Linked DNA regions of Sus scrofa: regions 2 and 3 are each linked to region 1. A link is a contact called in public HiChIP or PLAC-seq data. All regions are on one chromosome and are shown on one strand. The core of a region is the stretch at or near the end of the contact, and the rest is flanking DNA. Distances in the headings are between cores, read along the strand shown.

Region 1 (3,562 bases), core at 656-3,155:
GAGTTTATGTCAGAGCAAACACTGACTAAATGGGAATACTAGGAGAAAATTCCCATTTGAAGTACACAAGAAAAGGCACTAAATTCTGATTTAAAAGAGGGCTTGAGCAGATGGTAGAACGGTAGAATGGTAGAGATGTCCAATAAAACAAAGGCACATATGGCTGGAGTTCAGGGCACAAAGGCAGCCTGCTAACCAAGAAAGCACACTGCCCCAAGAGACCTGGGTTCTCATTACACCTCTGGGGCTAACTCACTATGTGGCCCTGGATAAGTCACTTCATCACTCTGAGTCTGAATTTCCTTGTTTATAATCCAAGTAGCTAAATGGATTTAAGAGTTTAGGACATGGACATTTATTAAGTTCAGAAACAGATAGCAAAAACTATAAGATCTTAACAGTACATGGACAAAGAACGCAAATAATTCACAAAAAAAGGGCAAAGGACCAACAAACACAGAGAAAACAATTCATTATATGCAGCAAATGAAAACAGGATGCTATTTTCACCTATTAAATTAGTAAGATTTTAAGAAAACATTAGCAATATAAATTGGAACAAAGTTTTCAAAAAAATCTAAGATTCAGAGATAGATCAGGATAGGAGCTGTACACCCAAGAGTTGTCTGAATTAACGCCTCAGTTAAGCTCGAGAACTGGACAGCCTCTCTGGCTAAGTGCTCTAAAGCAGCAACCAAAGACTGAGGTCTGAGGTTTATGGAAAAGTACCCCCTGTAAGAAATCAGGGCACAAAGAAGAAACAGAGACAGGCAAGAAATAGGAACAGAGAATGCTAGAAAGGGCCATGGAGAAAATTTTGCTTGAAATTATCATTTTCATTCATTTGATTTCATTCATATCATAAGCTTCTGCCATATGCCACACTAATGCTTAAAGCGCATTGATGAGTAAAATACATTGCATGGTCCTGCTGGCAGAGAGTTGCTGTATAGCAAAGAAAAAACAACTAAGTAAATAATTAAATAAGTAATTACAAACTCAGATAAGGGCTTGAAGGAAATAAACATTTAAAAAATAGATAAAGAATTGGCAACAAGTTCTGTGTCATTTATGTCAACAGAAAAGGGAGCAATCAATGGTTTCAAATTCATGGTTCTGGGAAGATGAGAACTAGACAAGGCTATTGGATTTGGATAGAAGGAAATAATTGTGTCCTGAGAGAGAATGGTGGTTGTGGGAGAAGCCAACATGAAAATAATTTTTTTTTTTTTTTTTTTTTTGGTCTTTTTACCATTTCTTGGGCCGCTCTCACGGCATATGGAGGTTCCCAGGCTAGGGGTCGAATCGGAGCTGTAGCCACCGGCCTACGCCAGAGCCACAGCAACGCAGGATCCGAGCCGCGTCTGCGACCTACACCACAGCTCACGGCAACGCCGGATCGTTAACCCACTGAGCAAGGGCAGGGATCGAACCCGCAACCTTCTAGTTCCTAGTCGGATTCCTTAACCACTGCGCCATGACGGGAACTCCAACATGGAAATAATTTAATGAAGGAGTGGGAGGGGCAGAAATGGGAGTTGTGATTATTAATAGTTTTTCAAGGAATTTGGCTATAAAAGAAAGAAGACAAACAAGGCGTCTAAAAAAAAAAAAAAAAAAAGCAGAGAGTTAAAGGGGAAGATTTAAGTGCATCTGAAGGCAGAAAGAGCCAGTCAGGAGGGAATGAGTGGCAACAAAATAAGAGGCATCTCATCTCTACGGTCGATCCCTGCAAAGTCTGGTCCATTCTCCCTGCAAAGGTCTCCCTATGAACCTGTCACTCAATAGGTTAGATTCTCTCCTATTTTAAAAATCAGAACTTTCTTCAATCCCACATGCCCTTTCTGATACTGCTGCCTCTCTCTTTCCTTTCAACACCAAACTTCTTGAAAAAGAGTTGACTATTTTCGGTTTCATTTCCTTACCTCCTGCTCACTCTTCAAGCTTCTGCCCTTAACCCTGCCTTTGAAACAGTCCTTACCAAAATCATCATCATTTGGCCTTACTTTGCAAAATCCAATGTGCAATTTTTAGAATTAGCTTATTTGGCCCTTTGACAACAATAGACACTGCTGACCAATCCCCTCCTCAGAAGCACTCCTTCCCACTCCATGACAGGCTCTCTCCTGTTCCTGGTCACACCCCCGTCTCCTACAAGTCTCTTGCACACGGGTGTGCTTCAGGATTGGGGCTCGGCTCCTCACTTTCGTACGTACTCTTCCCAGGCTACTGCCTCAGGTCTGACTACACGCTGCTGACCCTCAGGTATCTATTTGCTCCGTTCCGTTCCTCCTTAGCGTTAGCCTCGTACAGCCAACATCCTGCTGGACACTTCCTCTTGGATCCCCCACAGTTTGCCAAACACAGTTAAGTCTAAAACTGAACTTATTATCCCCCCGCAACCTGCTTCCTATCTTAATGAAAGGTGCTGCCATCCGCCTTGCTGCCTAGACCAGAAATCTGGGCCTCAGCCTTTACTCTCTTATCTTCATTCCCAACATCCAATCCACCTTCAGGTCCTTTGGGTTTTACTGTATTTACGACTCTTGATTCCAACCACATTTCTCCACCCTCCTGACGACTACCCCATCCAGGCCATCCTCATTTCTCATCCAGATATTGCAGTAGCTTCTCAAAGGGGCTTCCTGCCTCTAGGTGTGTTTTTCTCCAACACTTTTCCCACGTGGCAGACAGAGTTTTCTAAACTGCAGAGCTGAATATGTCACTCCTCCATTCAAAGATCCTTCAATAACCACCACTTATTCTCTCTAGGGTCCGAGGCTTTACAGTGGACTAAAGCTACCCTGTCACTGCCACACAACCAGATTCTGGATAAAAACCACTTCAAAAAACAGTAAGTGGAGGCTAAAGGGGTGGGGTTAACCTAAGGGTGGATGTTAACAGCAACACTACTGAAATACTTAGCTTAGGGCCAGTGGTGAGGTGGGAGAGCTAATTCTGGGACTCTGATCCTGAGTTAGGATCCTTGAGAGCTGTGCTAACGCATTTCAGGTCCTAAGTCATCCTTGACTACTGGCACAAACAAAAAAAGAAGCTAATCCCTTCACCAGGGAAGGTTTTCCGATTTAGCCCCACAGAATTCCCACAGATCGGAAGAAAATAACGAGCTCACAATTACAAATCAAGAAGCACATGGGAAGGCAAGCACCAAGAGAGTCAGCAGAAACAATAACAACGGGTTTAAATCCCAAGGATTTCAATTACTAGAACAGTCAGAAGAATACAGAAGAACTATACATTAAATGCTAAAAGAAATAAAAGGCACAATCACAAGTATATACAAATAACATTTAAAAGAAACAGATTTTCGGGGTAAAAGAAAATTTGTAAAAATAAAAAATAGTTTTTGAAAGAACTCAATGAATGGGTGAAATAACAAATTAGAGTCAACTGAAAAGAGAATCAGTGACTTGGAAGACATATACCTAAAGAAATTGCTCAGAATTCTATGTGAGACAAGAGGACATTCAAGCTAAAATAAAAGGTCTAGCATACTTTTAATTATAGAATCCCAGAACAAATGACTAGAGAGAATGAAAGA
Region 2 (3,562 bases), core at 339-2,838, 220 kb before region 1:
TCCGTGTGTCCTCTCTGCCTTCCTGCATCCATCCTCTCCTCCTGGGGACTTTGGGGAAGAAGCTCTGGTGTTAGGACAGCCCTCACTGGGGCCTGAGGGCCTGGCTGTGCGAGCTGGGGCTTCTGTCCCCTCCCTGTGGCCCGCGCTCAGCTTGCTTGGCTGGGAGTTCAGTGTGTCACCTGCTCGGTTCACCATCGCAACAGGACCTCAGCCACCTTACTTGGACTGAGCCGAGGCCCCGGGGCAGGAAGTCGCAGGTAGTTTGCAGCCCAGGCTGAAACCCTGATCCTGGGACCCTCAGGCCAGAGCTCTTTTCTCTCCTAATAAAGAGGGGAGGCTGAGGCAGTCCGCATGGCTTTATTGTGGCTGAGCGGAGGTGAGACCCACGTGCTCTGATCTGGAGCACGCTCGCCCGTGCCCTGGCCCCACCGTGAGCGACCCGAGGGGACGTGGCTCACCGCCTCCTGAGGCGTGTCCGTCTGACGCTCAGATCTGGAGAAGCTTTCAGGAGCTCAGAGCATCCATCGCTGGACCCCGGACCGTCCCTCAGCCACGGGAGAGCACGTCCACTCCTCGCACGTGACGGCAGCTGGCTATTTGGAGGCAGGGATCCTGTGTCACTCACTCCCGTGTGTCATCTGAACCTATTTTTAACACCAGCTGGTTCTGTCTCTTCAAGTTGCCACGGCTCTGTTTTGTCCAAGCTGCAGAATGAGCGCCTCTGTTGTCCAAACGGATTCTCTTCTGTGGTCTGTACATAAAACCAAGAGGTCTCTTCCTGTCCCTTCTCCTCTTTTGACCTCACTCCTCTCTGCCTTGGCCTCTGTCTGGGTGATGAGATTCTCTGTGTGCCCTCAGCTACATCTTTGGTTTGTTGATGCTGCTAAAATTCCTTCTAGGAGACTTGGCCCAGAGGGCGCCAGGTCACTCCGATATTTTGCACGGAGTGACGAAGGCTCTGTCTTGATGATACCCATGCAAACAACCCCTCTCCCTGGGACGAGAGCATCCCCCACAGGCCTTTGTCTCTCCATGCAGGAGTGCCACCCCCCTTTCCCCTGCCCCTGCCGGTGTCCTGCACCGCCCAGCTGAGGGCACACAGCCACGGGGCCGTGTGCCCCTGGTGTCCTGGGTGCTCGCTGCGTGGCCCGTATTGCATTTCAGTCAAGGAAAGCTGCACTTGGCGGTGTCACATGCGGGCCCCGTGCTGCTACACGCCTGAGCGTTGAGGTGGGGCCAGGAGGGACGGGACGTGCAGGACAAAGTTCCCCTTTGCAGCCTTGTAAATCAGTCAGGAGAGCTTGGCCAACCTGGCAGCAGTCCCGCCCTTCTCCCTGAGCATTTGTTTTTATTCAGGCTTCCAGGAGCTTCATGTGTATAGAACTGTTTTTAAAAGAGAGGAAAAATAGGTGGGGGATCCCATGCTGGTCTGTGAGGGAAGCTGCCTGGGGGGTCTTGGGGTGGGGCTCGCAGGTAACATCAGGGACATCCCCTAGGGCCCCACTTGCTGAAGGGAGCCTGAACGCTGGTCACCTCTCACAAGTTAATGCAAGATACGAGGTGGGAGGCCCCTGGGAGCTTGTCTCTTGGTGCCTCTGGACTGACCCCGCAGTTCCTGGAGCCACAGGGGAGTCCTTGCTGCAGAGCGAGGACAGGGCCCAGCACTGCATCCAGGACTCGCTGGGTCTGCTGTTTGTGGCGCTGTGGATACTCTGGGGGGTGCGGTGGCTTTGTCAGTGATGCGTTGGGATGCCTGGCACAGGGTAACGTAGGGTCAGGTGGGCCTCTCAGAAGTCCTGGGCCACCCTTCTGCTTGGAGCTGTTCCCCACTGCCTGGAGCAGGAAATTAAGATTCCCTAATAGCACAGGTTCCTCCGGGCTGCTCAGATCCCACGGCCAAATCCAGGTTCAAATCCAGCTTCTCCATGGGAGGGGCAGGCAGTGGAGGTGCATGTGCTTTATTCTGGGGCAGGGAAGTTGGCAGCCAGGTTTGGATGGCAAGGGAGGCCTGGCGGTGGAGGGGCACGTGTGAAACCAGCTGGCATGTGTCCGGAACAGACCAACAAGGCTGAGGGGCTGCTGCCCCGGCGGTGGTGCAGACACCCTGGACTCGTAAAGAAACCCTACTCTTCAGAGAGGAAGTTGTGGGATGAGCCCTGCTTGGAAGTCTCCCTGGCCGCGAACAAAAAAATAAAATGCTTTGCAGGGAGGGGAACCTTCACAGCTTCAGGCAGATGTCTGAAGGCACTTCAGGCTTTCCAAGTGAATGATAAGCCGGAGGCTTGGAGGAGGCGGCTGCAGCTTAGAGTGGGCCACACCGCCCGCCCTGTGCAAGGCCTGTTTTCTATTTACAGAAGAATTTTCATTAGTTTAAAAAAAAAAAAAAAAAAGAAAAGAAAAAAAAGCATGAGTTACCCAACCGCGTGCCCAATTCGATTCTGCTTTTTTAATGCATGTCCGCGTGTGTGCATATACAGAAACATGTTGGTGAGGGGGGCTCAGGGGTGGGGGCAGGGGGCGGGGAGCCCAGATGTCACCCGCAGGCTCTGAGAACAAATGGGTTTCTGGATGGTCTTTGACCTCTGAACCGGGTCGTGCGGCCGAGTGTTCCAAGGCGTTGGATTGAGTTTTGACCCCTAAGTGTTCTGTGGTGAACGGGGAAGAGTTACAATTCCTGTTTCTGCAGGAGCTGCTCTTTCCAGCCCCAGCCCCCTGGGTGTAGGCCTGGGTCGCGGAGAGGAGCGTGGGGGAGGAGCCCTAGAGGTCCTCTCTCACCCCACCCCTGGACACGTGGGGAAGCTGAGGCCCAGAGCAACAAGAGACTTGCCCTCTGGCTCCCTCCCAGCCGGACCGAGCCCATGCACGCGGTCTCTGGCTTCTGAGACCAGCCCTCTTTCCGCTCCTGCTCCAGTGGGGGGGGCTCCATCCCCTGCTCCTGCCACAGCCCCGGCGTGGCACAGGCCTCAGTGAATGTCAGGGGTTTTCCGTTTGGGTTTTGTGTTTTTAGAGAAAACTCACAGGAGACGCTTTGCTGAGTGTCTTAATGGAGCTCTAACTCAGAGTTGGAAACCGCAGGGAGAGGCCCATTCCTAGCAATCCAGAAAGGCCCGCTTCCACATGGCCAGGTTGGAGCAGGTCTTTGAATAATAAAAAGTATAATCATTTATGGAATACCTGCTGTATGCCTCACATTGTGTTGTTGAGGTGTGGGGTGAGGGCGGGGTTGTGTTGATAGATGTGGGATGAGGTCCCTTGGTGCAAGAGTTAGTTCTTAACCCTTTTATGTTGCCCTATGACACTGGTAGCTACTTGCATTTTCTCCTTTTTTGAACGTTTTCCATTACAAGCACATGTTCACTTCACGATCAAAGAATACCAATAACTGTCATACTTTAGGACACAGAGTTAAGCACTGCAGAGCTGCTTGATTTGGCCAGAACCTTTTTTGCTTTTTTTAGGGTTGCACCCTTGGCATGTGGAGGTTCCCAGGCTAGGGGACTAATCGGAGCTACAGCCACTGACCTACACCACAGCCACAGCAACACCAGATCCAAGCCACATC
Region 3 (3,562 bases), core at 495-2,994, 150 kb before region 1:
GCTCCCGTGCCAGCCTTGGGCCTGCGGCTGAGGGGCAGAGCGTCTGTCAAGCACCCAGCCAGAGCCGGCTTGGGAAAGGACCCACAGCGTAAAGGCGCCCCAAAGTAACCTCACCTCTCCACGGGGCTTTTCCAGTTGCACCTACTGGAAACCTCCTGATCAAATGCAGCTGGTAATCCGAAAGTGGGCCGAATCCGAGGGGGATGTGGGGCTTTATCCCCACTTTGCACATGAGGAGACCCAGCATCTGAGTGGAAACTGCACCAGGGGACTCTTAGAAATGGTGTTGCTCCGGTCCTCTGACACCTGCTGGGAATGATCTGAGAACTTTCTAATGGATCAACAAGACACCTGGCGTCCGCATCGTGGCTCGGTGGAAACGAACCCGACTAGCATCCGTGAGGACACGGGTTCGATCCCTGGCCCCGCTCAGTGGGCTAAGGATCTGGTATTGCTGTGAAGAAGCTGTGGTATAGGTTACAGATGCGGCTCAGATCCCGTGTGGCTCTGGTGTAGGCTGGCAGCTACAGCTCTGATTTGACCCCTTGCCCTAGAACTTCCATATGCCACAGGTGCAGATTTAAAAAAATTAAAAAATTGAAAAGGACATTTTCCCCCTTTTTGGCTGCCCCGTAGCACATGGAGTTCCTGGGCCAGGGATCAGATCTGAGCCACAGGTGCAATCTAAGCCACAGCCGCAGCAACACAGGACTTTAACCCACTGTGTCAGGCTGGAGATCAAACCCGTGTCCTAGTGCTAGTGCCCCCAAAATCCCGCCAATTTTGCTGCGCCACAGCCAGAACTCCAAGACAAAGACAAAATGAGAGAGTGTTCACATGTGCTCAAAGCCAGTGTCAAAACATTGGTTCCAAATGCATGTTGCTTAAAAATCCAAGTCCCTAGGAAGTTCCCACGTGGTGGCATGGGTTAAGGACCTGGCATTGCTGCAGCTGTGGTGCAGCCTGCAACTGTAGCTCAGGTTCGATCCCTGACCTGGGAACATCCACAGGCGCAGGTGTGGCAACAATCTGAGTTCCTCTGGTACAATTTTTAGACCAGTGTACCCCCTCCTCTCACAGTCCTGCTTCCTTCCCCCAGACTCACTCTAACTAGGTGGGTGCTCGGTAGTCTGTTCCTGAGGCCAAATAACGCCTTAACATCATCCCCTATTTCCTCCCTCCCTGAGTTTAGAAGAAAGGGAGGTAAGAGGGTGGTGAGGATGAGGCAGGTGGGATTTGGGGATTTGGGGAAGTGGAGGGGGCAGCTGTCATCACATGCGACCTTCCCCGCTCTTCACACTACCCCATGAGGTCTGGGCCTCAGGCTCCTCACCTGCACGGGGAGCACAGAAACACCAGTCCTGGAGTTCCTATCGTGGCTCAGCAGGTTACAAACCTGACTAGCATCTATGAGGATGTGGGTTTGATTCCTGGCCTTGCTCAGTGGGTTAAGGACTCAGCATTGCGGTGAGCTTCGGTGTGTAGGTCTCAGATGCGGCTCGGATCCTGCATTGACATGACTCTGGCGTAGGCCGGTGGCTGCAGCTCGGATTAGACTCCAGCCCGAGAACCTCCATATGCTGAGGGTGCAGCCCTAAAAAGCAAAAAAAAAAGAGGGGGGGCAAGAAACACCAGTTCTGCCAGCCTCAACTTGCAGACAGACCAGCTGCAAAGCACTTAAAGAGAGAAGAGCGGGTGCCAAGCTCCACAGCTCAGCTCCACGGCCCAGGGGGACAGGCCAAGGCCAGCCACGAGGGTTGTCCTCACTCCAGGTTCTGGGACGAGGGCCAAGGCCTGCCCTGCAATACTGGCCTCTTTGCAGGCCAGGCCTCAAGCTGCAAGGTCATCACTGACGGCCGTTTCCTCACAGCCTCCGACCCACAGGCTCAACTCGGGCTCGCTTCCCCTCTCTCCGCTCTCCCGCCGCGCCTCTGGGGGCTTCTGCCCCCTCAGCCTGGCTCCAAGCCACCACCATCACTCACCCAAGAATTACTGCCATGGCCTCCAGCTGGACTCTGTACAGTGGCCCTGCCAACTCGTCCTCCACACGCCCATAAGTGTTCTTAAAAAGAGCCCTCTGACTCAGCAACTCTGCTAGGAATTTATCCAATGGCTGTGCTGGCAGAAGTCCTCTAAGATACGTGAACAAGACGCTCGCTGCAGCATTATTTGTAATAGCTAACGACTAGAAAGAACCCAAATGGCCATCGGTAGATATTAATGCGGCTGCTCAAAAGGACAGCGTAGCTCAAATGTGCTGACCAGGCAAGATCCTGTGATCCCAAGGTATTAGGTGAAGAAAGGCAGGTGTACAAGAGTCTATAAATAGGGTGACGCCAAGTGATGTACATACATGCATCCTGATTATCATTTTAACAGTGCGATGTAAGAAACTCTAGGAGTTCCCACTGTGGCTCAGTGGTAACAAACCCAACTCATATCCATGAGGATGCCTGTTTGATCCATGGCCTCGCTCAGTGGGTTAAGGATCGATCCAGCATTGCCGTGAGCTGTGGTGTAGGTCGCAGACATAGCTCAGATCTGGCGTTGCTGTGGCTGTGGTATAGGCTGGCAGCTGCAGCTCCGAATTGACTCCTAGCCTGGCTACTTCCATGTGCCGAGGGTGTGGCCCTAAAAACACAAACAAAAGCTCTACGTTGGGAGTTCCCGTCGTGGTGCAGTGGTTAACGAATCCGACTAGGAACCATGAGGTTTCAGGTTCGATCCCTGCCCTTGCTCAGCGGGTTAACGATCTGGCGTTGCCATGAGCTGTGGTGTAGGTTGCAGACGCGGCTCGGATCCCGAGTTGCTGTGGCTCTGGCATAGGCTGGCAGCTACAGCTCCGATTAGACCCCTAGCCTGGGAAACTCCATATGCCACGGGAGCGGCCCAAGAAATAGCAAAAAGACCAAAAAAAAAAAAAAAAAAAGTTCTAGGTTGTAGCTACCTTTAGGGTAAAAGACTGGGGCTGCCTTGGGTAGGGTGACAGCTTATATATATAGTGGGAAGCCTTAATTGCCTGGCTTTCAAGGCCCCTTGAGAGCTGGCCTTTCCAGCCTCATCCCAACCCTACTGCACCCCCATTTCCAACCACTCCCCAAAGCACCAGGTCCCTCTGGGCCTCCCTGCTTTCACACGCCCACCACCTGCCCCAATAAACCTTCCACACACACCACCAGCAGCCCCAGCCCTCCTCTTCCTGGTAACCCGTCCTGCTGCCCCCACCCAGCCTAAAACCTGCCTTGTAAATTGGAGGGAGCACAACTTGGGAGGCAGCACTGTCATTTACGGAGGTGACGTGGGCTCCAGCACCTCTCTTCAGAGCCATCCTCCTACAGCAGGAAGTATCCCCATTGACTGCGTGCAGCAAAGTCCCTTGGGAATTGCCCTCAGCCCAAAAAGCCACCTCACCCAAGGTCTCTCCTGCATTGGGAGCAGTGTCATCGGCCACTGGTGACAGGTCATTGGTATTCCTAGAAAGGCTCGGCATCTCGCCCCTGCTGGGGACAACTCTGCTCCAGGGCGCCCACGGAGCTGGGAGTGGGCCAGGGCCTCAGGCGCC

Evidence for each region. HiChIP or PLAC-seq counts read pairs in DNA pulled down with a chosen protein or histone mark.
Region 2: a contact with region 1 is called in an H3K27ac HiChIP or PLAC-seq map of alveolar macrophages. The contact joins two enhancer-like sites. A contact is called at or near these places in 1 of 47 Hi-C or Micro-C datasets (embryonic fibroblasts) and 1 of 2 datasets of contacts at active chromatin or transcription factors (alveolar macrophages).
Region 3: a contact with region 1 is called in an H3K27ac HiChIP or PLAC-seq map of alveolar macrophages. The contact joins two enhancer-like sites. A contact is called at or near these places in 2 of 47 Hi-C or Micro-C datasets (embryonic fibroblasts and liver) and 1 of 2 datasets of contacts at active chromatin or transcription factors (alveolar macrophages).

The regions. Positions count from the first base shown.
Region 1 is chr6:158,239,731-158,243,292 of Sscrofa11.1, forward strand. All of the region lies in intron 3 of TCEANC2 (transcription elongation factor A N-terminal and central domain-containing protein 2), which reads right to left. Among named protein-coding and RNA genes, the nearest start is that of TCEANC2, 20 kb to the right of the region's middle. Within about 2 kb of position 1,906, at least 5 of the 83 cell types and tissues checked have an H3K27ac peak or open chromatin away from gene starts, as enhancers often do. A contact at or near this core is called in alveolar macrophages, where this site is marked.
Region 2 is chr6:158,023,638-158,027,199 of Sscrofa11.1, forward strand. All of the region lies in intron 4 of SSBP3 (single-stranded DNA-binding protein 3), which reads left to right. Among named protein-coding and RNA genes, the nearest start is that of SSBP3, 110 kb to the left of the region's middle. Within about 2 kb of position 1,589, at least 24 of the 83 cell types and tissues checked have an H3K27ac peak or open chromatin away from gene starts, as enhancers often do. A contact at or near this core is called in alveolar macrophages, where this site is marked.
Region 3 is chr6:158,087,622-158,091,183 of Sscrofa11.1, forward strand. No RefSeq gene overlaps it. Among named protein-coding and RNA genes, the nearest start is that of MRPL37, 54 kb to the right of the region's middle. Within about 2 kb of position 1,745, at least 39 of the 83 cell types and tissues checked have an H3K27ac peak or open chromatin away from gene starts, as enhancers often do. A contact at or near this core is called in alveolar macrophages, where this site is marked.